Regions from separate parts of the Mus musculus genome. Here region 2 is linked to region 1. The links are chromatin contacts, called in public Micro-C maps. All regions are on one chromosome and are shown on one strand. The core of a region is the stretch at or near the end of the contact, and the rest is flanking DNA. Distances in the headings are between cores, read along the strand shown. Region 1 holds the start of Prr15 (proline rich 15). Region 2 overlaps 9130019P16Rik (RIKEN cDNA 9130019P16 gene).

Region 1 (7,267 bases), core at 1,260-3,759:
CTGGCAAGCTGCTAGTCCGATCTGAGTGAGGTGGTGAGGGTTCCTGGCCAGTCTCTGGCCGAACCTGAGGCTGCACCCCCACCGTAACTTCCTTGCTTTTCTTCCTGGTCAGAGATTTCCACCAGGGGCTGGAGCCGCCACTGTCCGCCATGGCCCATAGGCCAAGCACCCTGCGTGGGGAAGGGCCTGGGCCAGGACAGCTCCTCTCTTTTCTGTGGTCTCTGACTCTTCACTCCAGCCCTTCCAGGCTTCTCCCACGCAGACTTGCTGGATGGGAGTTGAGGGAGAGCCCTGCACAGAGAAAAAAAAAACAGAACTTGGGTTGGTCAAAGTAACATTCTACTCTCCTCAGAGTTGGAACTCATGGCAACTCTGTGACCACTGGCCACCTGCAGAACAACCCTGATCTACAAGGTTGAGTTCCTTGAACTCCCGCCCGACCTCAACCTTTGCCTTACCTCCCAAGCAAGTGCAGTAGCTATCCAGTGGAGATCAACCTGGCTCCAGAGGAAGTATGGGCTGGTCTGCCACTCAGCCTGACTGTATAAGGACCACTACAGGTGCCCACCTACCTACCCTACAACCGCTGCCAACCACTACATGTGCCCACCTACCCTTAGAACCGCCACCCTTCAGAGGAACACCAGGAGGGGAATGTGTGGGTGTGGGGTGGGGAACCTAGCTTGTCCTGCCCACTACAGATGAATAAAGATCAGGTATTTTCTTTATTAGTGATTGAAGAGGGAGTTCCCAGCCCATTGTGGGTTAGACTATTTCTGGGTTGGCAGTCTTGGGTTCTATAAGAAAGCAGGCTGAAATCCAGGCAGTGGTGGCACATGCCTTTAATCCCAGCAATCCGGAGGCGGGCAGAGGCAGGCAGATTTCTGAGTTCTAGGCCAGCCTGGTTTGAGTTCCAGGACAGCCAGGACTATACATAGAAACCCTGTCTCGAAAAACAAACAAACAAAGCAAAGCAAGCAAGCAGGCTGAGCAAGCCATAAGGAGCAAGCTAGTAAGCATGGCTCAAATTTCTGCAGTCTTTTTCTAGGATGAGCGGTGATGAGCGGTGTATCCAAGTGAGAAAGCGGGGAGCATAAATTCATGGTTGTGCTTACTTCAAACTGCTTCAAACCACTTCTGCCTTGTGATTTTCAGAGGCTGTCTAGACTTAACTTCCCTTGGAAACCGCCATCCCACTCTTCCTTTAACTCCCTAGAGCCAATCTCCACACTGTTGGAAGGCCGCGGGTCCCAACCCTTCTTTCATAGTTCTCTATCTCTTGAGGATTTTACTTATTGTAAACAAAGTCTTCTGGTACTTTTCTTTGCTGGTTGCCTTTCCATCCTCCAAAGGAGAGCGCCCAACCAGGAACTCCAGAAAACCATTGAATAACGGAGCCCAGACGCTCCTGATAGTGCAAGCCAGACTCTTGGCACACTTCCTGTGAGCGTGCTACTGGACACGGCCACCACGAGTGGGCAGGGCTCGCGCGCGCCGCCCATTTCTAGGTTTCAGCTCCGCCGCTTCGCAGCCCACGCACCGCGGCGCTCCTGGGATTCGCCAGTGCGCAGGAGGGAAACTTGTGCGGCCGTTTGTTGTTGCAGGTTCTCCCGGAACTGCCTGGTAGAGGAAGTCTCTGCGCCTACGGGGAGGCGCCATCTCCTCCCTGGGGATGTCCTGAGGACTCACTCGGACTGGGGCTTGAAAACCGTAAAAGCAGAACCAGCTCAAAGTTCTTTCCCTAAGAAAGGCGCCCACACCCTTAGGCACCGTCAACGTTGGGGTCTACAAACGTCTTACTCCCTATTCTGCAGATCGGAAAAACACCGCACCCCAAGGCATTTATTAATGGTGGTGGGCAGCCACCCAACACTTTCTTTTCCACAGTGACCAACTTGGTGTGTACGGAAAGGCTTTGTGAGAATTGCGCAAGGAAAAGATGGCAAATAATGCAAAAGTAGGCAGATCACTGTTCTGGGGGGGGCCTCTCCTCTGGCAGCAGGAGGAGGGGCACTGCAAAGCGCTAGACAGCATTCTCCAGGGACTTCGTAGCGCCAGGGCCTGCCTTGTGAGACGCAGAGGGACTCTGGTTCACTCACCTGTAGGGGCTTTCAGGGCCACTGCGGCGCCGCGCTGCGCCGCGCGGGCTGTCTAGAACACGGAGGGGGCGTCTCCGGGTGCCTGAAGCTTAGTCGCGGTGTCCCTTATCGCTGACTAGGAGAGATGCAGGAATCGTTGTTGCTGATCTCGCCCAACACCCCTGACACTCGCACACTGTCGGAACAACCTGGGGTTGGCAGCACGGTCCGCTCAGGTGGCAGGGACTGTCAGATCCTCCGCCCCAGGGTGAGTCTGGTCAGCCTTTCCCGGTGGGAGTCTCACATTCTAGGGCGCGTCCTTTCTTCCCGTTCACTCTGCTCTCTGGCCTCAGCTAGACAGGACCTGGGCTACTGACTCCGGCGCACTACCCTTCCTGAGCGTCCGTAGGAACGCGCTGAGACATCTGCCCACTTGCTGGTGGTTGGCCAAAGGCCTGAAGACACCAGAACTGAGGAGGAGGGGAGGGTCAGGGTGGGACAGGAGGCGGCCGCCAGGCTACAGGTGCAGGTAGGCGTCCCCGCCCTTCTGGGGACCAGATTGGACGAGGTTGCAAACGTGGTTCCAGCCCTGCGGACTCTGATTGGAGAAAAAGCTGTGCTGCGCCGCCTCCCTGCTCGCGTTCCGTTCTTGCGCTGAGGTTTGAGTCCCAAGGCTTTCAAATTTTCTAACTCGGAGAGCTGATTCAAACTCTGTCATTGTTTGGGAGTTTCAAGCGCCCTTACCTAAAAGACTAAGAGTTGAGAACCATGTCGTTGCTGTCATCGGGCGCTATCCTAGTACTATAACTCACTTGGGTCAACTCACTTGGGTTAACTCACTTGCTCATCAGACCGCCCCAGGCCTGGGCACTATGGCTCCTAACAGACCTGCAAAGGAACCATGGCTTTGCGGAGGTTAAACAGTTGTCCAGGATTGCATGCTGAAGGGCAATCTCGAAGTAACGGGGTTGGAAGTTTGATTCCAGCTTATCAGCTTGTTAGTCTTGGGTTCTTACCATAACTAAGTGCCTATGCTACAAAGCATCTTTCGCGTTTGGGCGACCGCGCATCGACACCCATCCAAGCATATTACTCCAGCCCAGAGCCACTGAGAGGGTGAACCAATGGGCCCCAGCACCGTGCAAGGTGCTTTAGCTCGGTGGTTATTTGTCAAAAACGGTATTAGAGGAGACATTTCTCTAACTAAGGCGAAGTTACGACTTGAAAGAGATTTTGGGGGTCTCTAGGCTTGCAGACATGCAAGTAGGACCCTTTCTTTGCCTCTAAGGTAGGCAGTCCAGGCAATTTGTCTGCTTTGAGCACTTTCTGCGGGACAAGCCTGGTGAGAGACAGATCACCAACCAACTCTGATCTCTTGCAATAAGGATTTGATAAGCAGGCAGGAATTTTATAGAGACTTTCAATACAGTAGGGAAGAGGAAAATACAAGGACTTGGTTGGTGTCTTAGTTTGGATTCAATTAAAAAATGAAAGATGAACATACACTGTGTATTTGGAAATGATTTGTTTCTAACCAGAGATTAGAGAACTCCCCTCCCCCTTCCTCCCTCTGCCCCTTTCTCTCTCCTCCCCCTTTCCCCTCCTTCTCTGCCCCCCTTCCTCCTTCCTTCCTTTCTTTATTGGTGGAATTTCACTATGTAACTAAGACTGGATTCAAACTCTGGCATACCACCAAAACTGACTCTTGAGGTTAGTTTTAAAGTGGGGACACTGAACCATAACACTGGTACTTGATAAAGACTAGTTGCCAGCTTTAAAGGAAGCTTTCCGGAGGCAGATGTCATATGATGAGAAAAGCTTGTCTGGGGAGTCGCCACCACCACCGTTTATGGAGCTGGGACATGCCCTTGTCAAGCACATTGTTGAAAGAATGAAGACACCAGGAAAAGGACACTAGCTTGCTGAATGGCTTTTCATCTAGTGTGGTTTTCACAAAGCCACAAGCATTTTCTCAATAAACAAATCCTTCATCTCTCAATAAGATAGCTCCTCAAATACATTCAGCAATGTCAAATGTCTCTGTTATGCCTCCTGGGTTGAGTGGAAGCACCTTATAAATGAGAGAACCACTAGATGGGGGTGAATATATCCATAGAAAGGTGAAGTGTGTGTGTGTGTGTGTGTGTGTGTGTGTGTGTGTGTGTGTGTGTGTGTGTGTGTAATGAATAGAGTCATGAAAAGCAGGGTAAACAGCAGCTAAGAGAGCCTCAAGGTGTGAAGGATGCTGGGCTTCTCAAGGCTCAAAGGGCAGGTGGGTGATGTAAGCACAGAGTGTGGCTGGGCAGACCTGGGAGGTGACACTGGGCAGCTGAGTAGGACACAGACTTTCAATGGCAGCTGGGACTGGGGCCAATGCAGAGTCTTAACAGTTGCTTTCTTGGCAAAATAAATGATCACCCACTTAAGGAATGAGTTTCTAGAACTGGGTGCTAGGAACTAAGGTCTTGGAGACCTTGCAGAATCTTGGAGTTTAGCGCTGACATTTTTGCTCAGCAAACCTGAAATTTCTGGAGGCGCTGGGAAACTGATCATGTCACTACATCTCTCCAGTAGGGGTGGGCTTTGGAAGGAATCTGAACAAATGCTTAAGGAATACAGCCGATCATACCAGAGAAACCAACGTACCCTGCACTCATCCTAGAGAACTGTGGTGTGTCTTGGCTTTGTTCTTCTTACTCTTGCTGACCTCACGTTCATATCTCCTGTTCTTGTCCTTTCCTTCTTTGTTAGCTCCATGCCTTTCTCCTTTTCTTCTCCATCTCTATGGTCACCCCTGCCCTTTGACAGTTAGACATGCCTTTTCCTTCACAGCCTCCAACTCTGTCACTCTGAACATGCTGTTGTGCTCTCTTTGGGTTTGCGTCAGTGTTGGATTCATTTAACCCTTTAAAGCAAGCTTTACAACCAGGCATTTCATCTCCCTGCCAAGTTACTGGGTTATCTTTAAATGTTCCTTTCTTAAGGTCTTTCTAAATAGTTGATCTAAGCAAGGCCAGCTTTTGTACAGAGTCTGCTCTCGATCTCTCTCCAGGTTAGTCCCGCACCAAGCCTTTGAGCCGGCCCACTCCTCTCTCCTTTCCCCCATGCGTCCTGCCATCAGGTCACAGGTTTGAAACTCGTAGTTTCTCTGTTCTCCCCTTTTCACAAAGCAATTTCATGGAGAATGCTGGTGATAGGAACAGGCTAGGGCTTCTTCTGGCTGGTCTGCAGGGCAGGGGTAGTGGGGTCTGTGCTGGATCTTTCTTCTAGCAACAGATCTCTTTGGCTCACCTTCTTGATTTTCTTTTCACGTTGCTGAAGATGGAACCCTGGGGCTTGAGCATGCTAGGCACACAGGACCTCTCTCTACTCACTAGCCTGCCTTCCTTCTTGTTGAAACCAACCAACTATCTTTCTTGTCATCCTGGTTCTCAGATGAAACCAACTCCTCTCTCTCTCTCTCTCTCTCTCTCTCTCTCTCATATATATATATATATATATATATATATATACACACACATATATACATTATGTATATATACACATACATATATACATGTATGTATATATACACATACATATATGTGAATATATTCAAATATATACACAAATATGTATACAGAAATTGAATTGTTTAGAGCACACGCTGACACTCTCCTCTTGCCTATGTCAATATCATTGGCTATCTCATAATATGTTTACTATTCTGCATCCTTCCCTCCACTGCAGCTCCTTCTCTGACTTCCTTCCCATTGATGATCTTAGAGCAAGCTCTATCCATTCATTGCTTATTGCTGTCCTGATGAGATCAATATCATGCCAGATGCTATCTATATGTTCTTTCTTTCAACCCTGAGAACAACGGGTAGTTATTACCAGAGAAGGTAAGTGGTACTTTGGGTAGAACACCTTGTGATGGTAGAGCCAGGATGCAGGATGAGGCAGGATGAGGCAGGATGAGGATGCAGCTCTGACTTCAGAGCTGGAGCTTAGACACTATGATTTTAGATCTCTTGAGATTCAGCTTTGAGTCTCCTTCTGGGCATCTTTGTCTTACTTGTGGCCTGAAAGACCATTTATAAAATAAGTCTTGATTCTATCTTCAGCTCTGTCCCTCTGAGTTACAGTGCTCAGTATTTATGTGGTTCTTTGATACTTTGTCATCAAGTCACATCGTAGTGGTTTGAGTGAGAAGTGTTCCCTAGAGTCTTGGGCATTTGAACATTTGGTCCCCAGTTGCTGGTGCTGTTTGGGGGACGTTTAGATGATAAATCCTTGCTAGAGGAAGTATGTCACTGGGAATGGGCTGTGAGAGCTTAAATCCTCATCCTTTTGCCAGTTTGTTCTCTTTGCTTGATGCTTCTAGCTCAAGCTGTGAGCTCTTAGCTCCTGGTCCTGCTGCCAGGCCTGCTACTTGTGTCCATAATGGATTCTTACCGTCCTGGAACTGTAAGGTCAAATAAAATCTTTCTTCTCTAAGCTTTGACCATGGTGTTTTATCACAGCAATGGAAGGGTGACTGACACACACCTCAATTTAAATAAATGAAGCAGGATTTCTCAGCATCATCTCTCACATCCATTATTTGCTCTTATTCCAAAATCTCATGTCCAAATGATTCTGTATAATAGTGCAAGCCTGAATACAGGGTCTCAGTCCATTTGGGCTGCTATGACCATGTGCCAAAGACTAGGTGATAGTTACTTTGTTATCAACATTCCTGGATTTAGCATTACCTAAGAGATACACTGTCCCAGATGGTACCAGCTCATTTAAAACCAAATAAAAAGTAGCGAAGGAGAAAGTGAACAGAACACCAGCATTTTCCTCTCTCTGCTTCCTGACTGTGATGTGATGTAATGTTTTACATTCTTACCACCACGATGTAATGGTTGGCTTGTTTGTTTGTTTGTTGTTTTTCTGTCAATTTGATTCAAGCTAGAGTTATCTGGGAAGAGAAAACTCAGTTGAGAAATGCCTCCATTAGACTGCCTATAGACAAATCTGTTAGACACTTTCTAAATTGATGTGGAAGGGCCCAGAACACTGTGGACAGTCCAAGCATTTGAAAGTTTAAAAAAATGTTTAAAAACAAATTTTAATACGTTTTAAAAACATCTAAGCCTATAGGCAGGACGGTTCCTGGTTGGTATAAGAAAGCAAACAGAGCAAGCTTTGGGGAGCAAGTC
Region 2 (7,267 bases), core at 1,288-3,787, 38 kb before region 1:
TGAAGCTGCTTCTCAAAACTATGGAGGGAAGAAAAGATGAGCTGGGATATGCTTCGGGGCCTCTGCATCCTGCATCCCATCCACTCTATGATCCACATTGAGGTCCACAGGGAAGAAAGGTGGTTCCCATTTAAGCCATGCACACTCCTGCCTTTTCTATCCACAGAGTTCTTTCCCTAGGGTTGGGGCTGGGAAAGAGAAACATGGGGGAGGGGAGTTAGCATCTATGGCATGGGAAACAGAAGACAAAGGTGGAAGCAGAGCAGGGTTTCTACAAGCTTGCCACATGGAAAACGGCCTTAACTCAGCTCAGAAAAGGAAGCAGGAGTCTGCTGGGGGCTGGAGGCCATGTCCTGGGCCAGTGTGTGAACAGTCAGAGTGCCTCTCTGCTTCATCTAAGCATGGCCGGTGTCACTGCAGCACATGCTCATCTGTCACCAGACTGCAGAATGTCAACAGCAAATTTAATGTTTCTTATGGCACTGGAGTGCAGCAGTGTGTCTTGGTAGCCTTGGGGACATAGCAAATCTCTCCAAATCTCGGGTCTCCCATCTGTTAGGTGGGGCCCAGTTACGAACGTGGCTCAGAAAGTATGAGTAAGATAACATAAAAGGGTCTAGTCCAGTGCCTGGCACAGACATGTAGCATAACTGTGAGAGATAGGCTCGGCTTCACCTCTCCCTCAACCTCTGTGAAGTCAGCTTCAGAGACTATATCATAGCTTCAGAGACTATATCAGTCATTTTGTATAGTTCTGGGGCTGTTGTTTGGTTGGTTTACAGGTCAACTTCCTACTGTTTTTGAATTTGTAAAGCAGAGATGAGGAATTTAACAGCACAAAGAAAAGCCAACTGAAGGAGCTGGTTGCTCTTCCAGAGGGGCCTGCTTCAATTCTCAGCACTCACATGGTGGCTCGGAGCTGTCTGTAACTCCAGTTTCGGGGATCCAGTGCCCCCTTTTGACCTCTGTAAGCACTAGGCACCCATGTGGTGCACAGACATACATGCAGGTAAAACATCCATACACATAAGAAAAAACAAACCAAACAACGACAACAACAAAATCCCTGAAACCCAACAAACCCAAAAACCAAACAACAACAAAACCCCAACCAAACCAAACCAAACCAAACCAAACAACAACAATAACAAAACAAACTCCCAAACCCAACCAAATTAAAAAACCACCCCCCAAACCAAACAACAATAAAACTTGCCTAGCTAGTTAAGAAACATAAAAAGTGCTGAGCTAACCAGAAGTTAAAATGGTAAAGAGCTGCCAGCTCACCGCAAAGTCCCCAGCAGGGAGATTTGCTTTGTTACTCCCTCTGCAAAGGACCTGGGCTCTACACAAGAGTATGTCTGAGCTAGGACTCTGGTTTGGTCCACACACATGCATGCAGTAAGTCCTTTCTTACCTGGCAGGGGTTGTACCCTGAGACTTGGGATGAAGAAACAGTGGGAAGTAAGGAGCTCCCATTTATGAGCTCCCACCCACTAGGCCTCCATAACCAACATCTTATCCACTCTGTGACTGGTTAGTCTATAACTTAGGCACAGTAAGAGGTTAACGACAATAACAAAATAGAATGATCATAGCAATATGTTATAATAAACATTATGTGAATGCTCTCTTCTCTCTCAAGAGTTACTTGAAAAAAAAACAAAAGCATTGTTCATAGAACAGCTCTCACCCTACAGCCATGATGCTTACAGGTTGACAAAAGGCAGGTCGTCTATCTCAAGGATAATCAGGGCCACGGAGAAGAAGGAGCTCTAGGAAGTCTGGGACTAAGTCTTTCTGCTTTCTGCAGGCCTGGTTGTTAGGAGACCAGAGCCTGTAGCTTCTATAGCCACCCTCTGAGCATGAGAAGGAAGCCAAGCCAAGAGAAATAGCTCCTCGTAGGCCTTTAAAACCACTTCTTCCCCCAAATTTCATGTATGAGACAGAAACCTTTCACATGTTAGTTCATTTTTAATTGGGAGCAAGATATTGTCACCTAGGACCCCTCCCAAGTCCCTGTCCCTCCTCCATTGCGGTCTAGATTTAAAGAGACTTTGTAGGATTGATTTGGGCCAATACCAAGCTAGGTTGCCACATGAGTTCCTAATGTGTGCAAGTAGCACTAGCTCCAGCATTTTGTGCTAGGACACTCAGGGACACCTTCCTGAAAGACAAAAGTCCTGACTTATCCAGAAGGAAGCATTAGAAGGCCGGGGAAGGGGGTTGGCGGTTCGGGCTGAGCAAGAACAGAGATGCATACTGTGTATCTGACCCACACCCAGAATAGCAACCGATAGAATGATTGATCCTGGCTGGGACAAAGACAGAGCACCCAGGCAGTCTGAGGGGAGGATGGCCCCAGATCTTGGGTGTAGCTAAAGAGCCTGGACTTTGCCTGTAGATACAGAGAAGCATTGTTGCCTTGCATGACCCGACAAGTCACCATTAATGGGACAGGTCACCAGCTGCAGACAATGACATGGCAGGGAGTCCCTGTTCTAGGCTCCTACAGTGGTGCAGGCTCAATACAGCCCAGGCCTAAGCTGAGTGGACAGAATGGAGGTGAGGGCCGGCCAGTGCGGACACAGATGCACCGATCACAGTGTGAGATGAAGGCGAACCTTGCTCTGATCGGACCTTTCCCCTGTTCGCAGCAAGGGCCAGCTTTAAAGTAGCATAACCTTGTTAGCAAAAAGAATGGAGTTTCCACAGCAGGATTTGCTTTGTTTGGCTTTTGGAGGGAGATTATCAGTTTTCTGTTTCTGTTCTCACCACACCCTCTGACTCAGCCCCTGTGCCACAGGCGTGTCCTGCTTCTCAGAGCAGCGTGGTAAAATAAATTTCTGTTTCTTTGGCAAACATTTCAATTTAAGTAGTGCATTCAGTTGGTTTTAACTTATACTTTTTTAAAAAATGCTTGTTTTAAACAGAGGCTCACTCTATAGCCCAGGCTGGCCTGGAACTCGCAATGTATCACAGGCCCGTCTGGACTCATAGCCATCGTCCTGCCTTAGTCCAAGTGCTGGAATCACAGCTGTAAGTTACTGTACATGCTTTTGGTGTCATTGAAAAGAAGCCCTTGGGGACTTTGTTTTTTAAAGCGAAGAGGAATGAGCATTTGTAGATTTGGCTTACAGATGTGATGAAGTGTCAGAGGTTGTTTGAGGAGCATTGTGAGTAAGTCCTGTTTGAGGGCCAGGAGCCCTGCCGTCTAGCAGAGCCCTTTCACTTCCTCTCAGACAGACACCTTCAGGGGTCCTGGACACACCCCCTGCCATTGCTGTCCTTGTATTGCTCATCCCCTAAATTCATTCCCTCTTCTGTGATTTTAAACCTTTGTCTTAAGAGCAAATACCAGGGAGTTCTCAAGTGGGTAAGGCGACCTGAAAGGCTTTGCTGTATAGTTAACACTGGGTGCTAACGATACAGAGCTTATTTTGGTTGGCTTGCTGGTTTTATGGGTCTGAGGCAAGGTTAAACCTTATCCGACCCCTGTTCTTAAAAAGCAAGCCAGTCACCAGTGTTCCTCCAGGTTCCTGCCTCTGCTCCTACTTGAGTCACCACTGTCCTGACTTCCTTCAATGACTGAGACTGGGACGTATAAGCCAAATAAAACCTTGTCTCCTCAAGTTGCTTTGGGTCATAATGTATTTAATAGCAACAGAATGCAAAAAAACAAAAACAAAAGCAAACTAGGACACACACAATGTTTTTTATATTATAGGCTGTTCCAACTACTATTACAATTCTCTCTTACTTAATGGCAGCCTCAGCCTCACCTTGTACATAAATACAATTTAAGACGTTAGTTCAGCCAGCCAAAATGCTGGCTTTACATATCAAGCAGTGGGCATCAAGGTCACAGAGGGACAGGCATGCTGGAGAGCCACTTTGACCCACCGGCCTAGCAAAAGACAAATGCAATTTGGGCTGTACAGACAGGCTCCCTCTACGGGTCATGTGGAGTTGGAACGGTAAGAGCAGAGTGAGGGTGACTCTTAACAAACAAGTGACTTCTGAGTTCATGTCCTGCCATGCTCTCAAGCCACAGGAAGGCCTAGGACATCTGCAAGCAGAGGACAGTCCTCTCCCAAAGGAAACAAGCTGCTGGCTTTGAGTGCCCGCAAGACCCTGGTGCTACCTTACTGGATTGCTCCTTAAAACACAGAAAACATCCCAAGCACCCTCCAAACTCCACCTGCTGCTGTCAGCGGTGGTGGAAGGAATGGAGCTCGAGCTCCCAGAGCTGAGTTAGGAAACTCAGAACCTCCACAGGCCTGGAATGAAGCCAGGGAACATCTGGCCGTGCCCTGGAATGAAGCCAGGGAACATCTGGCCGTGCCCTGGATCTTCAGCCTCCAACCTGGAAAGCCAGAGTCTACCAACTGTGCCATAAAAAAAACCTAAAACAAAAACAAACAAACAACCCCCCCCAAAAAAAAACCAAACCCTCCTTTGTTGCGCTACGTATTACACTTTATGAAATGAACAGCTAGCATCAGGACAAGGTTAGGTAGCCCGGAATTCACTAGAGCCACACATGGAGTGTGTAAAAGGTGGGGGAAACCCAGCAGGTGCAGCGAACACCACCCAGACATCAAGGGACATGGAGCAGAACCCAAGTTAATATTACATCTGACCTAAATAAATCACTTCTCGGAATCCTCGATCGGGAAGGGGGTGGGGTGCTGAGAAAACACACCCAGTATGAGGAAAGGGGGGGGTGGTATCTGACAACCTGTGAACCAGTTTGCCTTCAAGAATGATCCACAATCAACTAGAGACATCCCAAGAAAAATAATCTGATGGTATCCCTATGAAAAAGGTGTAAATGGCATACTAAGGAGCCCAGGAGGGGGGTTAAGAAGAAAAGCACCCTAACTTTCATATTCCAGATATAACAATGGCTAACTGATTGATCCAACTTTCTATAAAAGGTATTTTTGCATGTTAACACTAAGAATAATCTTTCTTCAAAGTGGGATCATAGAAACATTTCACCTAATCTACCTTAGTTATGGTGAGAAATGGCATTATTTGTCTTTGGAATATCTTAACAGCTCCATTACACTACTTCACGACATCGTTCAACTGTTTATGATTTCACACTCGGTCAAGAAGAGCCAGCTTAAGGGATTCAGTCGAGTGCTCCTTGCTCGTAAGAGCTTGTGCTTGTTACTGGAAGCGCTCTGCTTCTATCGGAACTGTTGCCATGCGTGTTATTTTTCTCTTTCCACTGTTTGATTTTAATTTGGGGAAAAAGCTTAAGTCTGTTGACCAGCAAAGGGCTTGCAACTGAAAACACGTCCATCCAAAGAAACAGAAGAGACTCATGTTGAGAGCTTAGCTGCGGACATAGTGACAGAGTCCCAGGTGCTCAAAGGAAGCCAGCAAAGGGGACAGGATGGAACTGACCAGGCATCTGAGTGATGCGCATTGTTATCATGAAGGACTGTATAAACCGCACACCAGCCTGGAGGAACTAACTGCAGCTAAAACGCTGCAGCTGTGTCGTTGCTTCATGGCTTATAAATCAAGAGGAAAAGAAATAACCCACCCCAGAACCTAAGAAACACGCCCCCACTCAATGGTCCTATACAAGTGCACCCTCTTGATTCAGCTGGGGCTCTTCTTTCTCTGCTAATCTGTTCCCCAATTAATGGCATGTGTGTAGAGTACAAAATACTGAAACAATAGTTTTCTTATTTTAAACTTTATGGTGCATCAATATGTTCCAGATAACTTCCCATATCAACACGTATATAAAACCTATCTTTCTCTTTCTAAAGATTCCACAATGGTCCTTTGTATTAACTTACCATAATTTTCAGTATCTATTGGTAGATTGGCACTTTGATTGTTTCCAGTTTTCTATGTCACAACTGATACTGCAGGTGCTGTCATCCCTTAAAGGTAAAATGTTGATTTCTCATTTATCTAGTCTCTGCAACTTTGTTTTTTTTCATCATTATTAAGGGTGTTTGAGGTTTGGTATGTTGCTATGTATTGTAGTGCTAAATATTGGTCCCCAAGGTCTAGTTGCCCCTAGGGCCAAGGAGATCTCACGTAAATCACGTGATGTTAGTAACCTTGCTCCTTAATTTAAAACTATTGGTTGAATAAAGATGCCTACGGCCTATAGCTGGGCAGAAGAGAGGTAGGTAGGGCTTTGGTTCCCAGACTTGGGGTCTTTAAGCAGAGATCGTAAGAAGAGGAAGATGAAGAGAAGATGCCATGATGTAGGTGAATCATGAGATGAGAACATGGCCACGAGGGCTGGCCAATTGCAGTAAGAGCAGCCCAGGTGGAACATGACACGTTATATTTCCAGGTTATTAACAGGATAGTAGACAAAGTAGAATAGAGGGTTGGCATCTGCCCAGCTCTAATGCTTTTAAAGTTATGATCATAAAGCCTTTGTGTCCTTTATCTGGGAACTGAATGATCCAAGGTTGGGTAGAAACCCCCAATCAATTTTTTTACTACAACAGAAGAATCATCAAAAAGTTTTAAACTTAGTGACTTGTTTTGCTTCATTTTTAATTCGTTGTTATTCATAAATATCCATGTTTTCATAGCTATAGGACATCCATAACCCCTGTTCTCTGAGCTCCTGGCTCACATGTCTGTGAATTTTTCTAATGGGTATAACAGTGATTGGAAATAACCTATGTATTTAATAATTTTCTTAACTTTTAAGTGTTATTTCCAAAAAAAAAAAAAAAAAGGTTTTTAAGGATGGGAACATTCACTCTAGCCGATCTGTTTGACTAGTTCTAAAACACATTTTTTTAAAAGCCTGAAATAAAATGCAAAAAAATGTTCATATTTGATAAAGCTATAGATATCTTTCAGTTTCTTCTTCAGTTAATGTTTCTCAAATTCCTGACAAAGCGTAACTATGAGCGAGCCACTTTGAAGCTGTGGCCGACCTCTGCACGTACCGGGTTCTCTTCTGCTTGTAGGTGATGGGTCAGAGAGCTGCTCACTTAGGCACCCTCTGCTCACTTAGGCCCCCTCTGCTCACTTAGGCACCCTCTGCTCACTTAGGCACCCTCTGCTCACTTAGGCACCCTCTGCTCACTTAGGCACCCTCTGCTCACTTAGGCACCCTCTGCTCACTTAGGCACCCTCTGCTCACTTAGGCACCCTCTGCTCACTTAGGCACCCTCTGCTCACTTAGGCACCCTCTGCTCACTTAGGCATCCTCTGCTCATGGGTGAGCACACGCTGCAGTGGGGTATTGAGGTTGGGGGAGATTGGT

The links. Hi-C and Micro-C count contacts between places; a contact is called where the count stands out from the background.
Region 2: a Micro-C map of trophoblast stem cells shows a contact between it and region 1, with 1.9 times the contacts expected there. The contact joins the enhancer-like site here to the promoter of Prr15 in region 1. A contact is called at or near these places in 3 of 39 promoter capture datasets (macrophages, second pharyngeal arch cranial neural crest and trophoblast stem cells), 10 of 484 Hi-C or Micro-C datasets (Sertoli cells, embryonic fibroblasts, embryonic stem cells and 3 more), 3 of 115 datasets of contacts at active chromatin or transcription factors (embryonic stem cells, heart atrium and pancreatic cancer cells) and 2 of 9 other capture datasets (adipose tissue and liver).

The regions. Positions count from the first base shown.
Region 1 is chr6:54,322,143-54,329,409 of GRCm38.p6, reverse strand. Prr15 (proline rich 15) reads right to left here and starts at 2,509. Exons shown (of 2, transcript NM_030024.3): 1 at 2,100-2,509; 2 at 1-291. The coding sequence starts at 151. All of the region lies in intron 4 of 9130019P16Rik (RIKEN cDNA 9130019P16 gene), which reads left to right.
Region 2 is chr6:54,360,126-54,367,392 of GRCm38.p6, reverse strand. The region is part of intron 3 of 9130019P16Rik (RIKEN cDNA 9130019P16 gene); the gene reads left to right. Among named protein-coding and RNA genes, the nearest start is that of Prr15, 37 kb to the right of the region's middle. Within about 2 kb of position 2,537, at least 35 of the 459 cell types and tissues checked have an H3K27ac peak or open chromatin away from gene starts, as enhancers often do. A contact at or near this core is called in pancreatic cancer cells and trophoblast stem cells, where this site is marked.